Linked DNA regions of Urocitellus parryii: region 1 is linked to region 2. The links are chromatin contacts, called in public Hi-C maps. All regions are on one chromosome and are shown on one strand. The core of a region is the stretch at or near the end of the contact, and the rest is flanking DNA. Distances in the headings are between cores, read along the strand shown.

Region 1 (2,700 bases), core at 75-2,574, 200 kb before region 2:
CAGGAATAGTATGAATATAAACTTCTACCGATCTTAAGACTTGTCTTCAGACCTGTCTGAACTTGGAATTTGCCTCTTTTAATTCCCTTTGGTACCCTGTTCACAATTACTTTTTTTTTTTTTTTTTTTTTGCCAAACTGCAAACTTACTAGATCATTATCTTTTTTCAGAGTACTTGAAAGACCACTTTAAAAATTTTTAATTTAAACTTTAACTTGCTCAAAACACCTGTAAGAGGGCCAAAAAGCTGATAAACAAAAGTGCAGAGAATATAAATAGGAAAGTCACTCTATTCGAGGAACAGAAAACAGTAAGTGTAACAATTGGAGATTAGTATAACTGACAACTTTACTACATGCTATCAATTTATGATGCTTTTGATTTCTCAGCATATGAACTGCTGAGACTAATAAACATCTTGAGTCCAAGATGCTCAACATATTTAATCCTCTTGACAAAGAACAACAGGGGGAAAATTGCTGGGAAGAAATGCACAGATGATATGCATGTGGAATGAGGGAGGGATGTTATGTAGGTTATGAGGATGACAAATTGGCATGTGAAAGGTTTCTGGGTGCCACCAGCTCATTGCAGCACCAGCGAGGTTGTGTTTGTTTACAACGTGTCGCCTGGAAGAAAGCCAGTAAGCTTCAAGTGGAACTATGAGGTTAAAATATTGAGGAAAAACGTAAACGCAACTGAACATCTGGATTAGGGGATCACAACCTGCGCCCCTGGGACATTTATTTGACCAGGTCCAGGTCCTTCCTCCTCTTACCGTCTACGCGCACAAAGAACCTCTGCTTTAGGTCAGCTCTCCGCCTCCTTCTACCCCAATTACCGTGGCCTTAATTTCGGGATAGCTAAGGCGAGAGTCGATGGGTGAAGGGAACGGAGGAGGGGCCCCGGGGCGGGGTGGGTCCCTGTCCGAGCTCTGGAGAAGGCTGACCTGCCAGCGCAGGCTTGGGCCGGCACCGCCACAGGAACCCGAGGCCCTCAGCCGCGTCTCCGTGGCCGGATTCCCAGAGCGGCGCCTCCTTCCTTCCCCTGCTGCTGCTCCACCACCACCTCTGTCTCCGCAGTAGCCAACACCGCCCCACTTCAGGCCCCTCACAACGACACAGCCTGAAGCGGGCTGCCTTGCGACGGAACCCCACCCGTCCTCTCCCTCGCGCGCCTTTTCAGGAGGTCTTCCCCGCTTCCTCTACTTCCGAGCGCGCTGAAGCTCCCTACCCCTGGACTGGGCTTTGCTACCTGGATCCGCTTCTTGTGTCGCCTGCGTTCCGCCATGTTGGCCGCTCCGCCCGGTTCCTTCTGACGTGGAGCGAGGAGGGGGGCGGTGGAAATCTCGCGAGAACGCGTCCCGCGGTCCGTTATGTAACCCGCCGGCGGGCGCCGGGAGAGAGGGAGGTCGGCTGCCCCAAGGGCCTGAGGTCCTTGGTGGCGGCTTCTCTTCCCTCCTCTCCTGTTGTGGAAACTGGAGAATTCGCCAGAACCCGGAGGAAGTCAAGAAGTGAATCAGAAAATAGGAAGGCTGGGAAGAGAGTTCCGTTCTCGAACTTGACTGAGCATCTGAACTACCTGGGAAGCTACTAAAATGCAGATTCCCTGGCCCCGCCCCCTCAGAGTCAGGCTCAGTATATTTGGGGTGGGGCCTTTCACCCAACGGGATGGCTGAGACCTACCGAGTCCTAGAAACCTTTACCGTGGTAATTCCTATCATGTCACCAACAAGCTTTATCTCACCTCTTTCAAATTTCATGAGATTCCATTTAAAAGATGAGAAGAACGAGGTAAATGAGGGGTGGAGATAGAAACGGACTCATCCAATGCGCAGGGCGAGACCCTAGTCAGTGATCTTTTCCCACGCGGCTTCCTCGGTAGCAGCTCCTTTAAATAGATTAGGCTCTTCATGCCATTGTCCGGGGGTTTCTTAAAACTCACTTTTAGAATCCTGAAGTCAGGGAGAAAGAACCCAGGGAAGTTTAAGATGAATAGGAGAAACATCCCAGGAAGTCTGGTGGATTATTATTATGGACTATTGGTATTTTAGAGCCACGTAAGACCAAAGAGAGGGGTTTAAATAGCTAGCGCTTACATACAAAGTCCCATGACTTTATGGAGATTTTAAACCATTTTTAATTGCAGAAAATTGGGAAAATAAAGGTGAGATGAAGAAAAGTTTAATTGTACCACTCAGATGTCTCTTAGTCGTTTAAATTTTCTTCTAGTATTTATTCCTACTTTGTGTGTGTGCATGCTAGTGGATATGTTCTATTTACATTTTTCCCATTCCCCAAACAGATCACATGCAATAATGGTAGCCTGATTTTTTCCTATTAATCTAATGTTGTAAGCATTTATTTGTTTCAAAATTCTTCAATTATAACCTACTAGCAATTAATGTGTACTTATGGCAACTTGCAGAATCTTAATGCCTAATCTTTTTATAAAGCAAAGTTCTTTTTGGACTATGTTATTCTGCTCTTAGGGAAACCATTTAGTTTCTTTCCTCTAAGAGGTATAATGTGTGTGTGTGTGTGTGTGTGTGTGTGTGTAGTGAGAAGGGAGATGAACTAGTAATGATTCTTACCAATTAATCTGAAAAATAATTTAGAATTATGAAATGTCTTTTCCTCCTCCAACCCTCCCCACCCAAAATGATAATGAATCTGTTTTGTTTGGAGACTTTTTTTCATA
Region 2 (2,700 bases), core at 36-2,535:
ACTTTCACTCAGTAAATGGTTAACGGGGAAAAAAAAATAACAAACTATCAAGAAACAACTCCTTGGGACAGATGGGAAGAAAAATACTTAAAAAATTTCCCCTCAAATCACCAAAACTTGTTAGTTTACACGGTGCAGTTTCTCCAAAGCGTGAGGCGCGTGCCCGAGGGGCGGGGAATGCATAGGGCCAAGGGTTGTCAAAGGTTCTGTCACTCGCCCCAGGAGGCCACACCCCTCCCCTCCTACTCCCCCCTGGCCTGGCGGCTTCGGAGAGTGACAACAGAAGCCGATTCTTCCTCGGCCTCCACTGCCCTGGCCTCCGCCCGGTTCCCACTCCCGCGAAATCCCACAGCTGAGACAGGCCAAAGCCACCACGGGGGCTGCTTCGCACAGCATTCCACCTTCGCCCCGACCAGCGCTAGAACTCCAAGAAGCCTGCCCTCCCATGGCCCAGGGTCTGGAGAGAGCGGTGACGGGGGTCTACGGTGAAGTGGGCACTCACCGACGGCCACCCAGGGGGAACAGTTTCTTCACTGTCTCTCCGCCATCTTGGGAGGACGTCACCGCGCCACGCTCCGCCTCTCCCTTCTTCCTCGACGGCAGCGTCACATCCGGCTCCGTACTCCCGTGGTAACTCCGGAGGCTCTAGTGCCGTGGAGGTCCCACACAGGCCAAGGCCGACAAGCTGGCCAGTAGAAGCCTGACTCCCCAGCATGCTAGGCGTCCCCGAAACAGCAGGCACCAGGGATGCGAGACCTAAAGGCTGGTGCACAGTGCCGCACCCTTCTTCCTCATGCTGAGCTCTCTGGCCGACAGTCAGCCTGTATCGGTCAGCCCGACTCTGGACCGCGGCCGGGCAGCCTGCACCGCCAGTCTCTCGGGAGACCACGCTGCGCACTGCATGCTGGGGCTTGTAGTTGCTTGTCTTCTCCCGTCATCCTCCCTCCCGGCCCAGCCAGTGGAAACTGCTGCTTTATGTACTCTGGCTCTCGGCCGTGGGGGCTGTTAACGCAGAGGGCGAGCACCCCCTTCCCTTTTACGTACCCGAAGTCTCTTGGGACCCCCTGGGTTTTGTTTGTGCCAGCCAACTATAGCTCTGTTTCCAGGATGCCTTACCTGGTGAAAGAAGTCTGATACGCACGAAAGCAAACCAAAGCAGTAGAACACACTGGGCATGCGCAGCATCAGAGGAAGGTGGGCTTTATACCGGAAAAGGTTTTCCAAAGTCTAGACCCGAGTAATTTTAATACAATTATTTACTTCGAGTTTGGGGTTAGTACAGTTAGGGAAAAGGCTATCAATTATGTCTGCAATATACAAAAGTATCAATAAAATGAGCCTTACTGATGTGTTAGGGTGGATTCTTTCCTATTAACTGTGGATATCATGAATCTCAAAACTACAACTTAAATATTTATTTTATCTTGTGGTGCAGGGCTTGCCTCTCATGTGTGAGGCACTGGATTCAATCTCAGCACCATGTGTAATCAAATAAATAAAGGTCCGTCAATAACTAATAAAATATTTTTTAAAAAAATTCTGCGTCAGCCCGCGCTGTTATGCACGCCTGTAATCACAGCGGCTTTGGAGGCTAAGGCAGGAGGATCTGAGGTCAAAGCCAACCTCAGCAATTTAGCGAGGCCCTTAGCAACTAGGTGAGACCCTGTCTCAAAATTTTTAAAAAGAGCTGGGGATGTGGCTCGATGGCTAAGCATCCCTGGATTCAGTCCCCAATACCCCCACCAATAAAAAGACTTTAAGGAATTTAACCTATGACTTTATTTTGAAGGTTAATCTCAACTTGAATTATTTCCTCTTCTTTCCGTGAGATTTTTTCTACTAGCTTCTTCCTGCTCAATGGATTTCCTCTTGTATGAATCAAATTTGTGAATAAAACCACAGCCGTTTTGTAAGAAAAAAAAAATCTTAGACTGGTTCTGTCTTAATTATCTTTTTTCTTGGTTCCATTAGGAAGGGGTCAGAACCATTTTCCATAATTTATTGAGAAATACTTATAAACTTAATATAACACTATATATAGTACAAATTCAATTTTTTAGAATCTGGGGCAGTTCTTTCACGTGGCGAATCTCCTACTAAAACATTTGGTGAATGAATCAAATAACGCCAAACTGAAAAGTTCAGACTCTCAAAAGTTCTGCAGAGTTGTTATTAAAATCACATGCATGGAAAAAGTGGATACTTAATTTTCATCTTTGCTTTGTTACTGATTTAAAAAAAAAAAAAAAAACTCGCTGTTGTTTCCGCCCGGTTTCGAACCGGGGACCTTTCGCGTGTTAGGCGAACGTGATAACCACTACACTACGGAAACCGAGCTGTTGGCCGGTCTCCTCAAAGTCCCTGAAGTCTATGTTGCAACATGCAGTTTCACCTAAAGGAAACGGAATTGTTTTAATAGTTAGTGGACAACAATATGTCTATATAAAATAACAATCACCCAGAAAATAAAACCACATGTTCAATTGAACAGTACTCAAAGTATTTCGAAAGTTCGAATTTGAGTTGATTTCCTTGCAGAGCTCCCGGGACCGCTGTAAAACTCAGGCACCCGCTAATTGCCAGTTCTTTGGGCACACTTAAAAACCCATCCCCACCCTTCCAGATCGTCAAGCTGTTCAGAATCCCGGGCACGTCCTGGGGCTTTCTTTTTTGGGAATGCGATCCCTGAGCGGATACCCA

What was found. Hi-C and Micro-C count contacts between places; a contact is called where the count stands out from the background.
Region 1: a Hi-C map of liver shows a contact between it and region 2, with 2.5 times the contacts expected there. The contact joins the promoter of Sec62 here to the promoter of Mynn in region 2. A contact is called at or near these places in 2 of 2 Hi-C or Micro-C datasets (liver and muscle).

What each region holds. Positions count from the first base shown.
Region 1 is chr2:130,513,628-130,516,327 of mUroPar1.hap1, reverse strand. It overlaps Sec62 (SEC62 preprotein translocation factor), which reads right to left and starts at 1,324. Exons shown (of 9, transcript XM_026394996.2): 1 at 1,255-1,324. The coding sequence starts at 1,290.
Region 2 is chr2:130,313,935-130,316,634 of mUroPar1.hap1, reverse strand. It overlaps Mynn (myoneurin), which reads right to left and starts at 1,285. Exons shown (of 7, transcript XM_026394982.2): 1 at 503-1,285. It overlaps Trnav-aac (transfer RNA valine (anticodon AAC)), which reads right to left and starts at 2,332; the gene lies at 2,260-2,332.